Regions from separate parts of the Mus musculus genome. Here region 1 is linked to region 2. The links are chromatin contacts, called in public HiChIP or PLAC-seq maps. All regions are on one chromosome and are shown on one strand. Each heading gives the region's core, a stretch centred on a gene start, on an enhancer-like site or on the middle of the called end of the contact. The rest is flanking DNA. Distances are from core to core; before and after follow the strand shown. Region 1 has its middle 8.8 kb from the start of Trem2. Region 2 has its middle 7.4 kb from the start of A730006G06Rik.

Evidence for each region. HiChIP or PLAC-seq counts read pairs in DNA pulled down with a chosen protein or histone mark.
Region 1: a contact with region 2 is called in a CTCF HiChIP or PLAC-seq map of pro-B cells, with 19 times the contacts expected there. The contact joins two enhancer-like sites. A contact is called at or near these places in 3 of 39 promoter capture datasets (embryonic stem cells, hippocampal neurons and neural stem cells), 5 of 15 datasets of contacts at CTCF or cohesin (embryonic stem cells, large pre-B cells, pro-B cells and 1 more), 70 of 484 Hi-C or Micro-C datasets (the 63-12 cell line, the AtT-20 cell line, B cells and 41 more), 10 of 115 datasets of contacts at active chromatin or transcription factors (astrocytes, bone marrow-derived dendritic cells, bone marrow-derived macrophages and 5 more) and 4 of 9 other capture datasets (adipose tissue, embryonic stem cells, liver and 1 more).

Annotation. Positions count from the first base shown.
Region 1 is chr17:48,335,221-48,339,930 of GRCm38.p6, reverse strand. No RefSeq gene overlaps it. Among named protein-coding and RNA genes, the nearest start is that of Trem2, 8.8 kb to the left of the region's middle. Within about 2 kb of position 2,885, at least 7 of the 459 cell types and tissues checked have an H3K27ac peak or open chromatin away from gene starts, as enhancers often do. A contact at or near this core is called in the CH12 cell line and pro-B cells, where this site is marked.
Region 2 is chr17:48,095,526-48,099,968 of GRCm38.p6, reverse strand. It overlaps a transcript of 9830107B12Rik not described here. Among named protein-coding and RNA genes, the nearest start is that of A730006G06Rik, 7.4 kb to the right of the region's middle. Within about 2 kb of position 1,313, at least 68 of the 459 cell types and tissues checked have an H3K27ac peak or open chromatin away from gene starts, as enhancers often do. A contact at or near this core is called in the CH12 cell line and pro-B cells, where this site is marked.

The DNA of each region.
Region 1 (4,710 bases), core at 1,636-4,135, 240 kb before region 2:
TTGTAAAGTCAAGGCAAGAAGATTGCTTTGAAGGACAGCCTGGGATATGTAGGGAGAACCTGACCCAAAAATTTTTTTAAAATGTATTTCAAGAACACTGCAGTGTATGTGATCATCTGTAAAAGTATATTTTATTCTTCTGGTGTGATTGTCTTCTTGGAGGCTTACTACCTCTGTCTGCTAACCTAGGCCTAGTCCTGGAAGCTTCAAATCTCTATACAATCTTATCTAGGCCTAGAAGGTTTTCAGCCTCTGAGACTTACTGCTAAATAAGTGCATCCTTTCTAGCTCTTTCTGAACTCTGGCTGGCTGCTCAACTCAGCTAGCCGTTCTGGTTCAAACTCCACTCCAAGTTGACTGATTCACTCTGACTTCTCTCTTGGCCTCTGGCTTTTTGCTCTGCTTGGCCTTGAACTAACTCTAGCAATATGTCCTAACCTTCTGGCTCCTTCTCATTCTCTGTCTCGTTCTGTCTTCATCTGTGTCAAGCTTGTTCTCTCTGCAACCTGTCTTTATAAAACTCTCCCAATAAAACTGCCTTTGCTCTCTCTCTACATTGCCCCTCAAGTAGCTTCCCGTTCCTCTCTCTTCTTGGGAGAATTGGGCAGATTCTATTCTGTTGAATCTTTCTCTGACTTTTCACTTTCTCTGCCACTCAATTAGACATCACTTGCAACATGGGTGCTTCCAACTACAAACTAATTTTACCTTTACTGTTTGGGATTAAAAGTGTATACTAAAGACATGTCTGTATTCTAGCCAGAGGGATTAAAGGTGTGATTAAAGGCTGAGCCATGCTACAATTAAAAACAGGTTTGTTTGTTTGTTTGTTTTCAGTTAACACAATCTCAGAGTTCTCAGTGTGATCAAATATCCTGCAACAATCATTAATTTAGTACAGCCAAGGATCACCTGAGAAGACAGTCTCAGTCAGGGGTTGTCTAGATCAGGTCGGTTGTGGGCATGCCAGTAGAAGAGTGTATGAGTTATGATCTTCACTGTGTTAACTGATGTAGGAAGACCCAGCCCACCATGGGTGGCACCATTCCCTAGGTAGGGGATCCTGGACTAGATGAGTGAAGAGAGGTGGCTGAACACAAGAAGCATGCATTTATTTATTCTCTCTGTGCCTTTGACCCTGAATGTGACTAGCTGCTTCAGGTTCCTACCTTCGCTTCTCTGTGACAGCAGACTGTAACCTGGAATTGTAGGCTGAATAAATGGTTTGTTGTTGTTGTTGTTGTTGTTTTCCCTCCTAAAGCTGCTTTTGTTAGTACCTTTTATCACAGCGACAGAAATGAAACTATGATGACCACAATCTGGATACTATGGGGCCTCGTTGCTACTGGGCTAGTCACTAATTCTGGGCTTTTTTTAGTGGGTAGAGGCAAGAACTCTTCAATCCTTTATTTTTTCAAGATGGCACCTTATATAGACCAGGCTAACCTTAAACTTGAATTATATCTTAGGATAACTGTGATCTCCTGATCCTTCTGCCTTCCACATCCCTACTACTGGGATTACAGGATTACATTGACTAATTGTTTGTTAGACACTTTCAATAGAAAACTAAGATGAGGACCCTTGAGATGATTCAGCAGGGGTGAAGGCTCTTGATGCCCAAGCCTGAGAACTTGAGTTTAATCCTTAGAACCCCCATAAAGGTAGATAGAAAGAACCAATGCCACAAAGCTGTCACCTGATCTCTCTCTATGTCCAGATTATGTCAACTGTGACCCCCCCATAATAATAAAGTAATTCATAGAAAAAAATTCTATGGAGTTCTATGGAAATTCAGATGGAGTTACCACCTTCATCATGTGTCTTTGTCTTTCTCCCACCCAGAGAACCTTACCTCCAAACAGTAGTGTTAGAGGCTCAAATAACAACTCATTTGCTTTGTGTCACATAGGTGGTACAAAAGTCACAGGATAGTGGCAGCAATGCCCCTGCCAACACTGTGCTCTCTGACGCTGTTATCACTTTAAGCGCTGCTTTATTCTTAGGGCATATTACACCCGAGGAAGCAGACAAACGACTATGCAAAGTTGGTACTCAGTTCATGTGTTTCTTTGCCTCCTGCCCGCCTTCTTCCTCATTCTCCCTTCCCGTCCTCCCTTTCCTCTGCTTTTTACTCTTGCCCTGCATATTCTCCCCCTCTCTCCCTTCTCTCTCTCCCCCTCCTCTCCCTCCCCTGCTTCTTAATCTTTCTCCTGCATATTCTCCCCCTCTCTGCCTCTCTTTTGTGAGTGTTTTTGTGACGCTATGATGTAATAAAAATTCGTATTTGGTCTCTAGATCAGGTTCTTGAGACAGAATCCCTAATGTCCTTGTAGATGTGAGTACTTTGTTCCATTTGGGGTTTTTCACTCTGGATTCCTGACTTTGATCTCCTGAGATAGCTGTAGTTGTCTGAATGGGGAACAGCTGACAGGAACACCTACATTTCCTAAGTGGTAGGAGCCCCTTGGTGGGCTCTGAGCTAGCGTCAAGATGGGGGCTAGTTGCCGGGGGAGAACCAGGCTAAGAGGGCTGAGAATTTCAGGTCTACTTTCAAATTTCAGGGAAGGATAGGGGCTGAAGATAAGTAGTCAACCATGGCCAATGATGTCATTGTGTCCTGGTGATGGTGAAGCTTCTGTGATGAGACAGAGTTCAGAGAGCTTCTCAATGGATGAACATGTAGGGGTCCTTGGAGGTGGCAGAGCTGGAAGACAAGGATGCTCTGCCGCCTAAAGGCTCTTTCTGTCCTGATGGAGGCATTAATGCCTTCACAGAAAAGGGTTATTAGAGAATCTCTGCTTTACTGAACATAAAGACCAGAACCAGGTTTCACGGCCAGCCTCAGTAGACTCTCCGCACGGTGGCGCTGTTTCCCTACGTTGTCCTGTCTATGCTGGGTCACAGCCCTCTTAGTGGCAAGAGATAAAGCCAGAGCCAAGGCCAGACTGACCTCTGTTAACCCCCAAATGTTCCTAAAGCTATTTTTAAAGTTATGGAACATCTACCCTAAAATTATCATTTGCTTCTGAATTTGAAAAGCAAGCAAGAATCATTCTTAAATTGGTTGCTGGAAATTGAGACTCAATTAAAGATTCAATTTAAGTCTTTTTAAGGGGAGATTTTAAAGCAGCAACTAAGAAAAATTAAAATTTGAAGACCCGTGTGTAGAAATTATAACTCAAGTTATGAGAACACTTACGAAGAAGCCAACACCCCCAGCACACATGAGTGCTGTCAATACTTAGGATAAAACCTCTCTTTGGGTTTCTTTTGTGTTTGTTTAACACAGTCTTTCCGTGTAGCCCAGGCTGTCCTAGAACTCACAGAGACCCTCTTGCTTCTGCCTCCAGAGTGCTGGGATTACAGGCGTGGTCCCCCACACTCAGCTTGTTTAATGTCCTAAAAAAAGAAGAAGAAGAAGAAGAAAAAAGGCTAGCCTACATCTTTTTTTTTTTTTTTTTTTTTTTTTTTTTTTGGTTTTTCGAGACAGGGTTTCTCTGTGTAGCCTTGACTGTCCTGGAACTCACTCTGTAGACCAAGCTGGCCTCGAACTCAGAAATCCGCCTGCCTCTGCCTCCCAAGTGCTGGGATTAAAGGCGTGTGTCACTACCGCCCGGGTAGCCTACATCTTTTAAATTCTTGTGCAACCAGAGCTGGCTATATACTGTGTTTTACAAGAAATGAAGTTTACTGGCTGCAGACCTGGCCCACAGACCTCTGATTCAATCCCCCATGTCCTCTCCCTTTCTTCACCTGGATGGAGACGGTCCCCCCAGATGCTCTAGTTTCTCAAGGTGACAGACACCCTTGTGGGAAAGAACGTGGGTGCCTGGATGTCTGTGTGGAGCAGAGCCTCCTTGGTAACTGACACTGGAGCTGGGATGAGAAGCAAGCTCGTGTCCGGGTGGTGTGTTACCACAGCTAGCTCACCTACAGCTCAACAACAATGTGACTCCCATGTCTGTGGGAGCTTCTGCCTCTTTCAAATTCTCTCCTCTCATTAACTCAACCAAAGGACCAGAACTTCTCAGGCTACTTGCTTAGGGTCACCAAACCACCCTCACACTGATCTCTCTTTGGGGGCAGAATCTTTCCCAGCTCCTTCAAGATTTAGTGTCTTTCCAAGACTGGCCACCAGACTTCTCATCAGAGGTTACATCCCTGTGCTGGTTAGCGGTTTGTTAACTTGACAGAAGCTCTAAGACCATCTGGGAAGAGGAAAATTAATTGGGATAATGTTACCATAGGATTGGCCTGTCGGCAACACAGTGGGGCATTTTCCCGATTCATGATTGATATGGGGAGGCCACAGCTCATTGAGGGTGGTACCTGGGTAGGTGGTCTCCTTCTATCCGTTGGGGAGCAGAGTGGGTGGTAACCAGGATTCCTCCATAGTTTCTGTTTCAGTTCCTGCCTTCAGGTTCCTTCCCTGACTTCCATCGTTAATGGCTCTTGATGAGGACGTGAAAGCCAAATAAATCCCTTCTTCCCCAAAGGACTCTTGGTCATGGTGTTTATCACTGTAATGGACCGCTAACCAGAACACCACTGCTGTGTTTCTCAAGTCCTTCTCCTCAGCATCCATGTCCCAAAGAAACGGACATCACTCCTCTGCCTCTTGCTTCATAACAGCCCCGAGCCTCTGCACCTCCCTGTGGCTTCACCTCTGTCCTCCATTGGGTGGTGACAGATCAGGTCTTCTCCTCA
Region 2 (4,443 bases), core at 64-2,563:
ATATGTATTGTGGTGCACTAGGCTGTGCCTACCGTGTGGAATTTCAGTATTGTGATTTATTGTCAGGAGTGGAGATACCGGCATAGACGGCCAGACCCAGGCACAGATGGAAGGGAAAGGCGCCGCCATCCAGCCCTATACAGTCTTTTCCTTTCTCTGGTGGCTAGTGGACATCATGCGAGCCAGGTCACCACGGAGGTGCTGCCCCAAAGGAGTGACCCATCCACCTACTCATTTGTCTGCACGTATGTCTCCCAGATGTAGGAGGGTGGGCGTTACATTCACAACCACGGTCCTCTGGCTTCCAGAGAGCAAGCGTAGCATGGAAATCTCCTGTCTGCCCCAGCTCAGGAGCAGCCTGGGGTTCCGGAGATCACCCACTGGGATCACCCGCCTGGGTTCCTGGAGGAATGACACTCTGTGACGGCCCACAGAGAGCAGAGGTGGAGGGGACATGGAGACACAGTAGCCAATTTACTGGGGGAGATGAAGAGGCTGACTTGCACAGGGTAACGGAGATTTGAGGCAGAGGGATGGCAGAGGGCAGTCGCTTCCCAAAGGATTCATTGAGATCCCCCTCAGGGAGCTGCCACCACCACCCTCCTAGCAGAGCTGAGAGCGCACTAGGGCGTTTACACACTCCGTGGGAGGAGGTTGAGTACAGGAGTTTCACGATTTACACACAGTGTTTGGACGGGAAGATTAAAGTTGGGAAGAGATGGTCCACGCACCAGCACTTGGGGGAGGGGGCAGAGGCGGGCGGATCTCTGTGAGTTGGAGGCTAGCCTGATTTATGTAGTAAGTTCCAGGACACCCGGGGCTACACAGTAAGACCCTGGACGGAAGAGGAGGGGCTGAAGAGAGAGACAGACAGACAGACAGACAGAGAGAGACAGGGAAACAGAAAGAGAGAGAGTTAAGGATGGGGGCTGGATGCGGAGGATGGAAGAGCTTCTAGCAGAGTCTACACAGAACTTTTGTTCCCTCCCTCCCTCTTTACTCTTTACTCGCTCTACACCTCCCTCTTCTCTCTCTCTCTCTCTCTCTCTCTCTCTCTCTCTCTCTCTCTCTCTCTCTCTCTCGTCTCCAGGGACCGTCTCTCACATTCACTCTCCTTTCCTCTTTGATTTATGCTGCAGAGTGGAACGACCTTCCCTGACCTCATTTTCAAGTCGGTGCGAGCACACCCGGAGCCCGCACCGCACATTCCGGAGAAGGAAGAAGAAGCGCGAGCCACACTCACACACCCACACTCTCAACCATGGCGCACACCCGAGACTCGGACTACGGGACCCTGCCCAGGGCTCGAATTCACTCCAGCTCTAACGTCATTTTGGACCCTGCAAGGGCTGTGGCCGCTCAAAGAATAGAACCTCATTAGCATCTTGCTTTGAATATTATTTGCATTTTATTCATCTCCTGTCAAAACGCTCAGAACACTTCCTCAGCCCTCAGTTTTTTCCTTCTGCTGGAGAGTCTTAGGCTCCCATCTCAAGCAGATTTCCTGGGGGCCCCACCCTTGCCGTCCTCGGGTGGCCACAGTCCCCACCCAAAGGGCTGATCTCTAGACGTCTCTGCAAGTTCCAGGCTCTGTCCTAAGAATGCCATTCTAAACCCTTACAGCATCCACTGAGCAAAGTACTCCGTGAGAGCTGAGGAGGAAACTGAGTTTCAAAGGTGCCTTTGTCCGCCAGGTGTTAGAACTAAACAATCAGGAACGATGAACTTAAATCCAAGAAAACAGGACGTTGAAACCAAAAGGCTTCGCCACTTGTCTGCCCGGCCTCGTGCAAGGTCAAACCTAAGGCAACCACAGCAGGTCTGTTTGCCTTCATGGAACAAAGTCATCCTCATGCCAGCCACGACCCCTCCCCCAGCCCGGCCGCTGCGGGGGGGCGGGGGGGACCAGAGCCCATTCCCAGCTCCCCCTTGTCGCCGGGCTGGCCCCTTGTCCTGACCCCTTTCCCAAGCGCAGGATCGGCCTGGTCCGGTCGCCTGGCTCACGGGGTCGTCTGTGTGCACTGGCTAGTTAAGAAAAATAAACACCGTTCCGAACTAAGGCCATTTCTTTCAAGCCGAGCTCCGCCGCCTGCCAGAGAAATGCAAACAGCGGGGGTTGGGGGGCGGCCGGAGCTTGCCCCGGCCCCCCCGCGAGCGAAGCTGCGGGTGGGAGGGCTGGGCCGGGTAACCTGAGCCTCCGCGCCGGCTCCCCGCGCGCTGCCCTCCGCGTGCCCTTTCGCCCCTGACCCCGCCGGAGACGCGCCCGCCCTCTGCGGCGCCCCCCAACCCGGACCGGACCCTGGCCAGCACTGTCAGGCGCCCAGAGTTGCCCTCTTCCCCCAGCGCGTTCAGCACGGGGGAACCCCATCACTTTGGGTCACCCCTGGGGCTCCCCCAGCCTTGCTGCCACCTGGCTCCCATCAGCAACACTCTCCTGCTGTGGCCGCACACCAGGTCTAAGTGCTAGCTAGGGTCTTTAAACGCCAAAGAGAGAAGGGGAGGTGACAGGAAGCCTAACAAGGTTGGGGACCGCTTCTAGACGTGCCCCCGCAATGGAGAGGGACACGGAGGGTCGGGGAGGCACGGGAAAAGGCTCGGCTTGGCACAGCCTGGCCACCATGGGTCGGACCAGAGCAAAGTTTTAGCTTATAACCGAGAGTATTCAACCAAGGATGAACCAGGCTCGCAGCCAGGCTCGCAGCCAGGCTCGCTTTGAGGGTAGTTTATTCAAGATCTTCAAATAAATAAATAAATAAATAAATAGGGCTCGGGCCACCAGGGGGAGGATGTCCCCAGGCCGCTCCGAACTCTGCTGGGAGGAAGGAAATGTAAGTCACCGTGGACGCGACAGCGCCACCCTCGTTTGTCTTGGTTCTAGAGAGGCCAGCCGCTGCACGTGCGTGAACACTGCGGGGAAGAGTTGAGAACCTGGAATCTTAGCAGGATGGAGTCACCTACTCCGGGAAATGCCGCGCTGCGTGGGCCTAGCGATCTCGCCTGTCTGTCGTAGAGGCACCGTGGGATCCCCCACGCCCTCGTCCCCCTAAGGGCTACCGTTGGAGCTCTTCGGAACCTCAAGGCCTAGAGGATGAGAGAGTCGGCGGTGCGCCCGCATCGTTCGAATTCCTTCTCGGCGAAATGTGGACCAAGCTGATGGCTTGAGAAAAGTTTGGGTGTGAAGCTCCTGCTGGCTTCGGGTCACTTTCACTCACCCAGAGTCTGTAGCCCGTATCTGACCACCTGTCCTAAGTATTGTCTCCCAGAGGGGGCTTTCTCCTTCCCCAGCTCCTTGTCTAAGTTGCGGGCCAAGTGCTTTCCCGAGATGCTGAGCGCACAGGCGTTCCTGCACGTTTCTGGGCTCGCTCCCTGGTGGTCTCTGCACCTGCCCTAGGTTAAGGGGCGCACCTTGCTGGCTGCCGAGACTCAAGACTCCTCGGCAGTCCCAAACCTTGACTTTTCTGTAGTCTCCTGAGCTGTACAGTGCAACCAGAACTCGTCAGGCATGCGGGCCACTCGTTTGCGGGCGCGCACCTTTCCGGCACATATGTGCCCTGAGCTTTAGGGACTCCCGTCCTTGCACTTTGGTTAAGGGAACAGATGTGAGCCTGGGAGACTTTTCTTTACCTAAGCTTCAAATGGGAGTTCTTCTACTGGTGTAAAAAAAAAAGAGGTGTGTGTGTGTGTGTGTGTGTGTGTGTGTGTGTGTGTGTGTGTAAACATTGCTTCCAGTGTCCGGGATCTCTAGCTTCCTAAGTCGGTTCCCTTCTTCGCCCGACGCCAAGCAGTCCCACCAGAAAGAATCCATTCATTTGGGATCAAAAGCACCACTTTGGACGCGGGCAATAAATCTGTGCCCCTCAAGTCCTGCCGGCTGCTGCTCCTCCTGGACCCTGCCGTGTAGACGCCCTTAAAAAGAGCCCCTAGTGGGATCAGATTTGAAACTCCACCTTAGGGTTCTGGGTCCAGCCGCGTTTGACCGGTCAGACCCTCGACGCTTTTCCTCTAAGTCCGGCTTCCCCTTCTGTCACCCAACCCCCTGCCCTGGCGCTCAATCTCTGAGCGAGGACGCGGCTGACAGTTAAATTGCAATGTAGGCCGGGCTGGGGGTTGAGAAGGGACCGCGTGTCTTTAACGGGCCGTGCAGACAAAGCGTCTATCCTCGGAGCAAGAGAAGCCGGGCGCAGCCTAGCACAGACCTGTCAGCGTGTCTCCCGCGCTTGGGAGAGAGTTTGCGAAGTCATAATTATATCTCTTAACCTGTCTTGCTCTCTGTAGAAGAAGGTCCCATTATATTGAAATGAGATTATTAGCCATCAAATACTTTCTTTCTCAGGAGTTTTTTTTATTTTTTTTTTTAAATTCAAATACCTTAACGACTTGGCAATTGCATTTTCATCAGATTTAGTTGGCTCCCCAGCCCGGTGCGGGAGCCAGAGCAGGAAA